Linked DNA regions of Oryctolagus cuniculus: region 1 is linked to region 2. A link is a contact called in public Micro-C data. All regions are on one chromosome and are shown on one strand. Each heading gives the region's core, a stretch centred on a gene start, on an enhancer-like site or on the middle of the called end of the contact. The rest is flanking DNA. Distances are from core to core; before and after follow the strand shown. Region 1 has its middle 100 kb from the start of CHD7. Region 2 holds the start of RAB2A (RAB2A, member RAS oncogene family).

Region 1 (6,589 bases), core at 963-3,462, 130 kb before region 2:
CTCATACAAACAAATGAAAAAATGTTAAAAATACTGGAATTTTTTCCTAAAAAAAGCTAGAATCAGAGTAATTTCTTAATCTATTGATAATTGCTGTCCTTAAAATTAATAATCACAAAGAACTAGAATTCATATCTTTATACCCTTTCTTTCCACTCCTTTCCTCAATCATTATTGGGGCATTAACTTCAGCTCAGTTTTAAAGTTTCGGTGTCTGATCTTGAACACTTCTGCCCATTTGCACTACACAGCGAATCACTGTTCTAGAATTTCATTTCACAACCCACGTATGCTATTTATTTAAAAAGAGGTTTGTAGCGGATTGTGACAAAAACTGTGTCATCTTTCAAAAAAGTTATTCTTACAGAGAAACTTGAAACTACGAAAGCTGAGAACATCAGCAACATAAAACGAATATACCACCTGATGCCTAAAGCACTGCTTATTTTCAGTTCTTGGCGCTTATCACTGTGTATTCTAAAAGGGTTCCTGGGCTCCGACCAGCTCCTGTCAGGGCCATCGTAGGCACTGGGACAACCAGAGTACGATGCAGCCGCTGCCACCGCCAGGCAGGATGGCAGGGGTCGCGGGGCTGGGGGTGCACGGGAGAGGCAGGCGTGTGGTGGGCGCCCCTCACCCTTGCTCTGGGGGAGGGGAGGAAGCCGCTTCCCAAGGCACGGAGCAGACAGGCAAGGGCTGCGGCGGCTGCAAGGGACTTGGCACGTCGGGAGAACCGAAAGCAACTCAGGTGGCCTGGAATCGAGGCCTGGAATCGGGAGGAGTGGCCCGAGGTGAACGGTCCAGCCCCGGACGAAAGCGGAAACAGGATACGCAGGGCCTTAGAGAGCGAAGGTAAGGAGACAGGGCTGAGGGCCACAGGGAGCCCTTCAAAGATCTGAAAAGACAGCAACACGATCGCACGTACACAAAGCACCTGCAGGCTGCACTGTCGAGGAGGGGGAGGGCAGAGCCGACGGTGCGTGACCGGCTAAGCGCGGTCGTCCAGGTGGGACACGCTGGTGGCGCACGGGGTCAGCCGCAGCGTGGTGGGGGCGGCAACCAGACGCCTAGAGGTCTGGGTGTAAGACGGTTCCCAGAGCGGCCGGGACCGGGGTGAGGGTCGGCGGGTGCTGAAGACCAGGCCGTGGGGCCGCTGTCGCCGAGACGGGCAACGCCGCAGGGTCGGCGGGAAGGTGAGCAGCCGTGGCGTATAGAACGCGTAGAATTCGGAGACTTCTGGGGCACCCGAGTTAGACGTGCCTGGGCTTCTGGACAGCGGTGGTGTGGGGGCGGGAGGACGCCCCGGGGGTGGAGGAGCCCGCGGGGCGCGCACACGGTGCAGACAGCTGGCGGGGAAGCCCGCCCGCGGCCCGGCCTGGGGTGGGGGGGTGCTCTGCTCCTCGGCGCTGCACACACGCGCGGAGCTCTGAGACAGGGAAAAGGAGAATTTGGGCTAGGGGCTCGTTCGTGGTCGTCAGGCAGCAGAGCGTGCAGAGTAACGCCCCAGTCAGAACACCCGCAGCGCTCCCCTATTAACTCCATGCACCCGACTGTTCAAACTCAGATGCGTTCCCAAAACTTTGGCTCACACGGACGGATCGTACTTTTCAAATGCTTTTTGTTCTTCCTTCTCCCAACCCCTCCTGATAAAATGTGAACAACGTTTAATTTTTAATAACCAGCATCAGCCATTAAATATATTATTTAAAAAAATAGAGCAGAGGAAAACGTCTTGGAACGTCTCTCTCCCCAGTGAGCGCACCACGTCTCTGAAGTTCTCTGTCCTGCATAAATAAACGCTGACAGCTCCTGGCTGCACGGGTATTAACTCAGCACATCCACGCCGGTGTTCCTATCCCCGGGACGTGCCCGCTCCCCCTGGGCCCTCCCTCGGCCCGCTCCCTGCCCTCCTCCGGCCGCACCACCTGCTCCGGGCACCTCCCCCTTCGCCCGCCCGCCCGCGCCGGTTCTCACGCGCGGCCCACACCCCTCCCCGCCGCTCCCGCCCCTTGCACTTCCGCAGGTCCTCCGAGTCAGCGCCCCCCGGCTCCGCGCCCGGCTCCCCAGCTCCGCCGGCCCGGCGGCGCTTCCCCACCCGCCTCCGGCCGCTGCGCCCCCCACGAAGTTCTCCCGGCAGCTCGGACTTCGAGGGCGGGCCTGGCCTCCGAACTCTGATTGGCTGCCTCTGCGTCGCCCCGCCCCCCGAGCACGCGCAGGAGGTGGGGCGGGGCCCAGGCGGGCGCGCGCTGCGCGGCCCCGCGGGCGGAGCGTCCGTGACCCGCGTGCCGGCCCCGGGGGCCCTGCCCGGGACTCTCTGAGGCTGTGGCGGCGGCGGGGAAGCCCCAGGCTAGGCGGTTGTGTTCCCCGAAGGTACCCCCGTCTTGCCCGGCGGCGTTCCTCAGCCGCAGCGAGGCGGGCGTCCCCCGGCGGGACTGGGAACTGCCCGAGGGGCCGTCGCTGTTGCCAACTCGGTAGCCCGGATGTCGCTGCCCCCCGCGGCGGGGCCGCCGACGCGCGTCTGGGCCCCGGGAGGAGGATCGTCTTAAAGGGACAGCGCCGTGTTCGAAGCGGAGAGGGCTACGCGTCCTGCCCTCTGTGCACGACCCCTACCCCTAGGGGACGCCGCAACGCCCGTCGCCCCTAGCCCTTCCTCCGGGCCCCGCGCAGTTGGAGGACGGCGCGCCCTGCCCCGGAATGGCTGCGGACGGCCTCGCCGAGAGCAAGCTCGTCTCCGGCCGGAGCCCTAGCCGGTGGCGCCGGCGGGGCCGGAAGGCGCCGGCCTGTGATTGGCCGAGGCCGCCGTGAATGCAGGACATTGTCTGGTGGCGGCCGTCTCTGTCCTTCCCCCGCCGCCCTCCTCCGATCAAAATGGGTGCGGAGCGAGGGTCCCTCACGGCGCCGAGCCCACCGACCCAGGGCTCCTTGCGGTGTTGGGAACGCCGCGGTGGGAAAATGCTAACTTTTCTGATACCACCGGTTCCGAGTGTGGCGTTGAAGGTGATGTTTCAAAATGCAAAATCGTCCTCTGCAAGGAAATAAAACCATTGTTTGACATGAAGGGTTCGTTGCTCAAATAAGTGAAAAGGGGCAACTGTCACAAACAGCTTGCCTCGGTCTTCAGGCTTCCTTTAATCGTGACCCTTGTGTAAATTTAAGCAAAATTACGTATTTCCTTGTCCTAGACAGTACAGCCTTTCCAGATGTTAGTTTCCATATATATGAAGGGAGGGCGCTACTCTGCATAGCTTTCAAAGTTTGCGCCCGTTTTTAAAATAATTGACTCTAGGCTATCTTGATAAAGCCTGTGTATTGGATTACATCTCCAGGCTTTGGAACCCATGAGAGCTTGATATCATAGGTTTCCTCATGTGGGACAGTTACTTACGTGGGGCTTCAGTCTTCCAGAGTGTGATCGAAGGAAAATTAGTGGAGAAATGTGTGGAGATCCATCAGTTGTTTGTGTGAAGAGGAGGCTTATGGTTCATCCTATGGAAGTTTTCTAGGTAATGGAACATGATAATAAAGAAGAGCCATCGTCCTATTTGGTTCCCATTATCAAAGGGGTAGAAAGATGGCGAGGTATAGGAGACTTTAGGTAACAGCAGCAGAAATGGAAAATGTTCACAGAATTCTAAAGAAAAGAAACTTGCTATTTGTTTTTTCAAAAAGCTGGATAGGAAAAAATTATTGTTAAGACATATGCTGATAGAGATGTTTTTAGCTTCACTTCTGTGCCTTCTTCAAAAATTAAATTGAGTAATCAAGAATTAAAGACTTGGAAATGACAAACAAATGAAGGAAGGAACGCTTCCAGAAAGAGATAAATTTAATGACATGATTCATTGCAAGACACATGACCTCATTTCTTACTAGAGGGATTTCCACTAAATCAGATTTGGTGTTAAATAAATTTACAGACTGTCCTTAAAATTTATACTAATGTGATATGTCTTTTTTTCCCTTAAGTGTAGAAAACAGAAGAGCTGCAAGGAAAATCTAAAACATTGTTGCAGCTCCCTCAAATGCCACTTCTGAACTCCACCCTCACTAGTTATCATACAGGAATTTTCAAAAAAGCAGAAATAATCATCATAATGATTCTAGCATTCCCTTGAAGTCAGAAATAAGCAGCTGTGTGAGGGTAACAAATTTGTTTTTATTTACACTTCTAGCATTTATTATTATGAGTAAACATTTGTTATTGAATGCATCATTACATTTAGAGATTAAGCTGAGTAAAAATTGTTTTTAATAGACACAGCAGGTAAGTCTTCGAATAGTACATTGGGCATACATATTATAAAAAATTATGTGTGGATTTCAAAATTCTTTTGAACCTAAAATATTTTTTAAAGATTGATTTATTTATTTGAAAGGCGGAGTTACAGAGAGGCATAGGCAGAGGCGGAGAGAGAGCTTCCTTCTGGTGGTTCACTCCCCAAATGACTGCATGGCTGGAGCAGGGCTGATCTGAAGCCAGGAGTCAGGAGCTTCTCCCAGGTCTCTTAGGTAGGTGCAGGGGCCCAAAGCACTTGAGGCATTTTTTTTTTTTTTTTAAACAGGCAGAGTGGACAATGAGCGAGAGAGCCAGAGAGAAAGGTCTTCCTTTTCTGTTGGTTCACCCTCTAATGGCCGCTGCGGCCGGCGCATTGCACTGATCTGAAGCCAGGAGCCAGGTGCTTCTCCTGGTCTCCCATGGGGTGCAGGGCCCCAACACTTGGGCCATCCTCCACTGCACTCCCAGGCCACAGCAGAGAGCTGGACTGGAAGAGGAGCAACTGGGACAGAATATGGCGCCCCGACCGGGACTAGAACCCAGTGTGCCAGTGCCACAGGCAGAGGATTAGCCTATTGAGCCGTGGTGCTGGCCTTGAGGCATCTTCTACTGCTTTCCTAGACCATAGCAGAGTCTGGATCGGAGGTGGAGCAGCCAGGTCTTGAACTGGTGGCCATATGGGATGCTAGTACTGCAGGAGGTGGCTTTACCCTCCACACCATTGCGCTGGCCCTGAACCTAAAAAAAGTTAAATTTCATTCCCCACAAACTTTTAGGAAAACCCTCAGATAACATCAATTATAATTTATAAAATGCCAGGGCCAGCGCTGTGGCGTAGCAGGCTAATGCCCTGGCCTGAAGTGCTGGCCTCCCATATGGGCGCCGGTTCTGGTCCCGGCTGCTCCTCTTCCAATCTAGCTCTCTGCTATGGCCTGGGAACGCAGTAGAAGATGGCCCAATCCTTGGGCCCCTGCATGCATGTGGGAGACCCGGAAGAAGCTCCTGGCTCCTGGCTTTGGATCAGCACAGCTATGGCCATTGCAGCCAATTGGGGAGTGAACCAGCAGATGGAAGACCTCTCTCTCTCTCTGCCTCTCCTCTCTCTGTGTAACTCTGACGACTTTCAAATAAATAAATCTTTAAGAAAAAAAAAGATACAAAATGCCTCACAAAATCAATTTGACACTTTTCCAGCAACTCTTTTACTTAGGATTTTTGTTTTGGTATTTGATATGACCATAATCTATATACAGTGATAATATTTATGGAATGCTTGGCATATGGTAAACACTCTTCTTCTTCTTCTTCTTCTTCTTCTTCTTCTTCTTCTTCTTCTTCTTCTTCTTCTCCTTCTCCTCCTCCTCCTCCTCCTCCTCCTCCTCCTCCTCCTTCTCCTCCTTCTCCTCCTTCTCCTCCTTCTCCTCCTTCTCCTCCTTCTCCTCCTTCTCCTCCTTCTCCTTCTTCTTCTTCTCAGGCAGAGTTAGACAGTGAGAGAGAGACAGTGAGAAGTGAGAGAGACAGAGAGGTCTTCTTTCCATTGGTTCACCCACCAAATGGCCGCTACAGCTGGCACGCTGTGCAAGGAGCCAGGTGCTTCCTCCTGGTCTTCCATGTGGGTGCAGGGCCCAAGGACCTGGACCATCTCCACTGCACTCCTGGGCCACAGCAGAGAGCTGGACTGGAAGAGGAGCAACCGGGACAGAATCCAGCCCCCCAACCGGGACCAGAACCCGGGGTGTCAGCAACGCAGGCAGAGGATTAGCCCAGTGAGCCGTGGCACAAGCCCAAACACTGTTCTTCTTAATCTTCACACAATTATAGAGAGCAGGTATAATTATTATCACCATTTTCTTTTTTTAAGATTTATTTATTTGAAGGGCGAGGGGGTGGGGGGGGAGAGAGAGACAGACAGACAGACAGACAGACAGAGAGATCTTCCATCCTCTTGTTTTCCCAAATGGCTGCAAAGGTTGGGCAAAGCCAAGAGCCGGGAGCCAGGAACTCCGTGCTGGTCTCTCATGTGGGTGGCAGAGCCTTAAGCACTTGGGCCGTCTTCTGCCCAGGAGCGGGATCAGAAGCAGAGCAGCTGGGACTCAACCCGTGTTCCAACATGGGACTGCAGCACAATGCTTGTCCTTATTGTTTCCAATTTAAAGAAGTGGAAACTGAAGCTCTAGCTGGTAGGTAGCTTGTTTAAGGTGAGACAGTTGGGTATAGAGCTGAGATTCCAGCCTAACACCCTGCGTTACTGCTCAAAGCCCTGTGCTGATGCATTTTCCACTGCTTGTTAAGCACACGCATTTCTATAGATAT
Region 2 (7,314 bases), core at 568-3,067:
ACTATACTGGCTGAACTGGAGTGGGGAGAAAATGGTGCTTTATACAGTCTAATGTCAAGTATTCAGTGCTTGAACTAGATTGGAACAGTAATAATTGCCAGAAAAGAGTGTCTTCCCTTTCAACTGCCTAGGGACTGTTTTTGGATGAGAGCAAATTCTAAGAGCAGAGAGCACCCAACTTGTTAATATCTGTAACCCCACTCCTCCCTGCACAATACTTTATTTCCTCAATTAAAAAGCTAAAAAAAAAAAAAAAAGGTTTAAAAAGGCAACCTGCAAAGTCTAATTTTGAATCTTCACTACTGCTGAGATAGCCAATGGCCACAGTCATGCCTCTCTAATTCTCAAATCTGGTGTCTCTCTCTCTCTGACTCTGCCTCTCTCTGACTCTGCCTTTCAAATAATAAAATAAATAAATCTTTACAAAAAATAGTTAATGTGACATCTTTCTCAGCCTGAATCTTGTTTTGACAGCCTAAATCAAATTTTGCCAGAAGGCTTTAGACTTTCCCTTTCTCCTTAAAAATACATGACATTCATTAAAGGTTTATAAATGTACAATTAACTATTTGCAAAACATTGCTATACGTGGGATCTTTCTTACATAGAAAACCATTCAGTTTCCATAAATACACACACCAAAAATCCTTGCCAAAAATCCATATTTATAACACAAAGTTTTACTTCAAGGCAGCAATCAACGGGCTTCCCTGGTTACTTACAGAATATGCTACATCATTAGTGCAACCACAAGCTGCTGTTGCTCACATTTCCAAAATTGTGCAAAGGGTCCAAAGTTGTGCAAGAGTCCCCACTGAAATCAGACCCGCGTATATTAATAGTTGTAACACCTGAACAAGCTTTGGGTTTATTCTTAGGTTCCAAGTAACGCCAAAATCACAGGTATTAAACACTATGTTATGATGAGTTTGCTTAACTGTGAAACACGCCAGGATGTTATTTAGAGTAAGAATAATCGAATTTCCTTGCATTTCACATGGACATGAGGTCACCTGAAAACTAGCAGCTGGGACCCCCAGGCCCATCTAAAACCTCAGCGTCCCCCTCCCCCCGTAGACACACATTTGCACACACCCCAGCCCTGCAACACTGCAATCAAGCCGTTCACACGTGGTAGAAGTCGACAGAACTTTAATGACCCTGAAAGGGATTCCCTAGCTGTCAAATAACGAGATGGGATTTATGCTGACTCGGGACTTGAAAGTGTTAAGTAACAATTTTTTTTAAAGGCTTTCTTCTCTCCTTCTCAGTTGTCTGTCCCACATCAGGGAGCGCCTAGCACAGGCCTAGGCGTGCTGGCTGGAGGAGGTGGGGCTGGTAAGGAAAACCAAGACCCCGGTCCCTTCCCCTTCGGCTCTCCCCCCTCCCTTTTCCCGGGGAGACCACGAAGGGACGCAAGAACGAACGGGCCTGGGGCCGGGGCGCAATCGTCTGCGTCGGGCCCTGACGGCGCTGGGCTGGCTCGCCCCTGCTGTCACACACTTTTCCAGACTAGGCAGCAAACGGCTGCCGCGGCCCTCGGCTGCAGGGCTGGCCAGGGCGGGGGCCGCGGACCGGGCCGGGCCTGGCCAGGCCGCGGCCGCTCGCAGTGCCCACGTCACCAGCTCCAGCACTGCGGAAATGGAGCTGCGCGGCCGGGAGGGAGGCGCCGGGTGGAGTCGGCGCCCGCACCGCCGCCAGACGCCGTTTTTGCCCCCTCAGCCCGGGCACACAGGCTGCCGACACTGCCCGACCGCGCGCAGGGCCTCACCTGTGTCGCCGATGATGATGTACTTGAAGAGATAGGCGTACGCCATGGCCGCGGCCGCTCGGTGCCAGGGCACACGGCTCCTCCTCCTGCTACTGCTCCTCCTCCGCGCCCCTCACCCCGGCGCCGCTCAGCCCCGAAACGCCAGGCTCCGCCCGCTGCCGCCGTCAGCCGCCGGGAATGAAGGGCCGAGAGGAAGCCGGACAAACTGACACCACCGAGCCGAAGGAGACAGCGCCCGGCCGAGCCCAGCCGAACAATAACAGCCGCCGCGGCGCCTCCGCCCCGCCTCCGCGCCGACCCGGAAGTGCTGCGGCCGCCGGCGCCGCGGGAGGAAAGGGGAGGAGCCCCGCACCTCGGCCGCGCCCCGCCGGCCGGAGCCCCGCCCAGTCCCGCCAGAGCCCCGCCCCACGCCGAGCCGGCCGCGGCCTGGCTTCCCCCTCCGCCCCGCGCCTGCAAGGCCGGACGCCGATTGTTCCGGCTCGTTTGAGCTGGCGACCCCGGCGGCCTTGAGACGCGGGGGGAGGGGCGGGAGCGTTCGGTTCCGTCGCCGCCTCACGCGCCGCGTTCGTGGCGGGAAGGCGCAGGTGGCGTTCGGTGCAGGGAGCCCCTCTGGGTTTTGAGGGGGCGTTTGAAGATGTGGGAGCTGCTCGGGCCTGGGGTGGGGCGATGGCGTTTTTTGTTTGGGACGGGGTCTTAATGGAAGTGTCAGGGATTGGGAAGTAAATGATGGTGTTCTCTACGGTGGAATACTACACTACTCGTGATTGAAGAAAGAAGCCTGACTTGCGTTAGGGAGAAACAAAACAGCTTATGTGTCTAAAGAGATATTTAAGTTATATATTATATATGGTTATATGTCATATACTTGTATGTATATATGTTTATATAGTAATTATTTCATATTGTAAATGTTTGCTATGTGTAAAAAATCACAGAATATTCTTAAATATGCATGTGCATAATCAATCTGAGAGGAAACAATGGATATTGAAGGGATGGAATTGGGCAGGGATCTACTTTTCACTGAATTTTTTTGTGTGGTTCAAAAATGTTTGCAGTGTTTGTGAATTACCTATTAAAAAGACTGTTAAAGGGAAAAAAAAAGGTGGATTTTATATTCATTCAACAAATACTGAATACAACTACATGCTAATGTTTTCCACAACACTAGGCAAAGCAGCTGGAGTAGGCCATTTGAAAGGAGCACAGGTTTTGGAAGAGGAACAGCTAATTTAATTTTAGGAAAGATGTGGGGAAGACGATGCCTGAACCAGAAATCTGAGCATGCAAGGGGTTGTCAAAAGGACAAACATACAGGAGAAGGAGTCAAAGTTTATGCGCAAGGAACAGAATGTGCGAAGTTGATGGCTCTGTTTGGAGAATTTAAAGTTGCATAAGGAAGCTAATTGACTAACTGGTACCCTCTAATGTTGGCAGTGGAAGAATTATTGCTGGGAAGAAGTGACAGGGATTCAGTGGCCCTGGTTCTTGTTGCCTAATGTTCTCTCCCTTGTGGGATTCCTGATTGTGTAATTACTCTTGACACTAGCATGCCGGACTGGCTGGGGTTGGTTGCAACATGTTTTGGATGGCTTTGCCCAGTATGAACTCACGAGTTTTTCTGGAATACTTAAAGGAGATTTTACTCAAGCTTCAGGGAATAGCACGCAAAAATTTGACATGAAAATTCACTTGGAATTACATAATCTACTTCACTTATCTTTTGCTTGGAGAAGGGGAGGTCTTTGGCCAAGACCTCCGGATTCCAGTACCCATTTGTTCCTCTCATTGGAGTGCCTTCACGCAGTCTCTCCTGAGTGATAGGAGAGAAGCTCAAGTGTTCACCTTCAGGGATAAGACCTTTACTAACACAGCCTCAACAGGACAACTCTGTCAGGATGCTTGTTACGGAAACATCTAGACCCTTAGGAGTCAGGAGCATTCCCATACTGATTTTTGGTCTTGGCCCTACCACTAATGATTGACTAATTGTGACAAATCAGATGACTTCTTGGAGCTCCAGCATATGCATCTATAAAGTGAGGCAGTAAAATGTTACTTAAATAGGCTTGTCCAAGTCAGAAGTCTTTTATTTGTTTTTTTTAAATTAGGCAGAGAGACAGAAAAATTTAAATTAAAATTGCTGAACTACCTCAGCCTTTGCTTCCCCATGAGATAAGGTGTGAAAAGTGTCCAGCACAATGTCAAACACACAGGAGAGGTTAAATACACACTGAAGTTATTTCCCCTCTCCTTCATTCCCTCTCTGAATCTCCACCTCCAGCCTGTCAATTAGAGCTATGGAGTTCAATGAGTCCAATGAGGACCCTGCCTTGATGGAGGTTAGAGTCTCCGTGTGCTTTGACCTGATGAAGAATACAGGAGGACTGCCCTGGCATTCACATTACTTGAAGAGTCAAAAGTTAATGATAGCAAGTTCACATCCTCAGCCACTGTGCATTTTTTTTTGGGAGAAGAAACTTTAGCTTATGTATAGGCTATTCTTTCTACCAATGGATTGATTATTAGTAATAGAAAAGACTGAAATACTGGATATTGGAATGATGATAAATTCATTTCATAAAAGTATGTTAAAAATGAAGCTATATAAAATATTTTGAACTAATAATTAATTAAAAAGTGAATTAAATCAGCGAAATTTTCTTAAATTAAAATTTTTTTCTATGTCCTTCAGATTTTACCTAGTGCTTTCAGCAGATAAAGTGGTTTGGAGAAAGGCCTAATATGAGAATCCAGGAGGTCTGAATTATGGTCTCTTGTTGCTACTAAGTAGCTGACCTTGAGAAAATCCTCTCCAAACTTTTCATCATCTGTTCAATAGAGATAATAATTCTGGCTTGGCTGGTGCCGCGGCTCACTAGGCTAATCCTCTGCCTAGCGGCGCCGGCACACCAAGTTCTAGTCCCGGTCGGGGCGCCGGATTCTGTCCTGGTTGCCCCTCTTCCAGGCCAGCTCTCTGCTGTGGCCAGGGAGTGCAGTGGAGGATGGCCCAAGTACTTGGGCCCTGCACCCCATGGGAGACCAGGATAAGTACCTGGCTCCTGCCATTGGATCAGTGCGGTGTGCCGGCCGCAGCGCGCTGGCCGTGGCAGCCATTGGAGGGTGAACCAATGGCAAAGGAAGACCTTTCTCTCTGTCTCTCTCTCACTGTCCACTCTGTCAAAAAAAAAAAAAAAAAAAAAATCTGGCTGCTTACATAATTGCTGTAGCTAGATGTGAGGACTCTGAAAAGTCCAGTATGACTGAGAAAGAATTTATACACAAAATTGCAAGTGGATGATTTCTATTGTATCCAAGGATATTAAAAGACCAACTCCTCCAGCACCATATGACATCAGTAATATTTTATTATCTGATGGCCGGCGCTGCGGCTCACTAGGCTAATCCTCCACCTGCAGCAACGGCACCCCGGGTTCTAGTCTCGGTCCAGGCACCGGATTCTGTCCCAGTTGCTCCTCTTCCAGTCCAGCTCTCTGCTGTGGCCCGGGAGTGCAGTGGAGGATGGCCCAGGTCCTTGGGCCCTGCACCCACATGGGAGACCAGGAGGAAGCACCTGGCTTTTCTGGCTTCAGATCGGCGCAGCGCGCCAGCCGTAGTGGCCATTTGGGGGGTGAGCCAACAGAAGGAAGACCTTTCTCTCTATCTCTCTCTCTCACTGTCTAACTCTGTCTGTCAAAAAAAAATTTATTATCTGCATTGATTTTTTTTTTTTTTTTTTGGTCAGGCAGACTAGACCTTGCAGTTGGCTCAAACTCTATTGTCCATTTATGTTTAAGGTGTTTTGTCTTGTGTTTATTGATAGGTATTCCTGGCTTTGGAAATTTTGAGACTGGAATGAGAGTGGGTAAGCATGAGGAAGACATCTCCCATCGGGTTGAAGAATCAGTTACTACTCTCATAGGTGTACTCAACTGATGTTACTCTCTATCCCTAAAGGTGCTTGAATTTTGATAAAGTGATATCTGTTTTCATGTCATTTTCCAGGAAATGATAAGCTTATTGTTTCCCAGTGGGAGGCATAGACAGAGCAAACCTTCTGTCTTTTGTGTGAGATGAGATCTTTGGAAATAAGTGGTTCAGGGAATGGTGAGATCACATTTCAGCCCTTCTCTGTCTCCTCTCTTCTGTATGAATGGGGTCTTTATCTCTACTTCTAGCAATTTCATTATCAGAATGTTCAACATATGAAATGAGAGAGAGGATTAATTTCACTTCTAATCTAGAGGAGAAGATTCTCTCCCGAATTTCTTATTTCTAAAAATAAAAGTTATTAAAAGAATAAAACTTCTTTAAAAAGTGAAATTATACCTAATGACTCACATTACATTTTTTTTGAAAGACAGAGAAACAGATTTCCCAGTTACTAAGTCTCTCCAAAAATTCTCACAACATCCAGGGTCATGCTGAAGCTAGGATATGGGAATTCAGTTTGGGTCTCACATCTAGGTGACATGGATGCAAGTGCTTAAGCCATCTCCTCTGCCTTACAGGTGCACATTAGCAGGAAACTGGAATTGGAAATGGAGCTGGGACTTGAACTAATACGGGGTACAAGTGTCCCACGCAATGTCTTCACTGCTATGCCAAACACCTGCCCCAAGGCTCACCTTTAAAAATCTGCGGGTTAGGGGCCAGCGCTGTGGCGCAGCGGGTTAAAGTCCTGGCCTGAAGTGCTGGCATCCCATATGGGAGCCGGTTCTAGTTCCAGCTGTTCCTCTTCCAATCCAGCTCTCTGCTATGGCCTGAGAAAGCAGTATAAGATGGCCTAAGTCCTTGGGCCCCTGCACCCACGTGGGAGACCTGGAAGAGGCTCCTGGTTTTGGATCGATGCAGCTCTGGCCATTGCGGCCATCTGGGGAGTGAACCAGTGGATGGAAGACCTCTCTCTCTGTCTCTACCTCTATCTGTAACTCTGTCTTTCAAATAAATAAAATAAATCTTTAAAAAAAATCTGTGGGTTAGTTTGGGGTTGTGCCAAAAGTCATTGCTGCACTCCCACTCCTCTCTTAAGTTTCCTAATTTAAGGAATCTGGAGGTGAATTCTCAAAAACCTCCGCAAATGAATAGGTGTGAGAAAGTGCAGTACAACTTTCAAACAACAGTAAACATTTGTTCTTTCAAACAATTTTTGTGCATTGGAAACCTAGGAGCAGCTTAGCTGAGTGGTTCTGACTCAGTCTTTCATGAGGTTGCACTTAACTCAGCTTGGGCTACAGCTGTCTGAAGGCCTTACTGAGACTGGGGGATTTACTTCCAAAATGACACACTCCTGTGGCTGCTGGCAGGAAACCTCAGCCCTTTACCACACACATCTCTCCATAGGACTGCCTGAGTGTCTTCATGTCAAGTCAGAGTAAGTGATCTGAGAGAAAGCAAAGCTAAAACCTCAGTGTTTTTATGCCTTAGCTTCAGACATCACATACCATCACTTCTTCTGTATTGTATTAGTCCTGTGGAGTAACTGAGATAAAAATGTAGGAAAGGACTACACCAGGGCATTGATACTGAAGACAGGAATCCGT

What was found. A called contact is a pair of places that touch in the nucleus more often than the background predicts.
Region 1: a contact with region 2 is called in a Micro-C map of ear pinna, with 4 times the contacts expected there. The contact joins the enhancer-like site here to the promoter of RAB2A in region 2. A contact is called at or near these places in 2 of 6 Hi-C or Micro-C datasets (ear pinna and an unstated tissue).

The regions. Positions count from the first base shown.
Region 1 is chr6:86,015,909-86,022,497 of mOryCun1.1, reverse strand. No RefSeq gene overlaps it. Among named protein-coding and RNA genes, the nearest start is that of CHD7, 100 kb to the left of the region's middle. Within about 2 kb of position 2,212, at least 8 of the 8 cell types and tissues checked have an H3K27ac peak or open chromatin away from gene starts, as enhancers often do. A contact at or near this core is called in ear pinna, where this site is marked.
Region 2 is chr6:85,883,197-85,890,510 of mOryCun1.1, reverse strand. It overlaps RAB2A (RAB2A, member RAS oncogene family), which reads right to left and starts at 1,817. Exons shown (of 8, transcript NM_001101702.1): 1 at 1,772-1,817. The coding sequence starts at 1,817.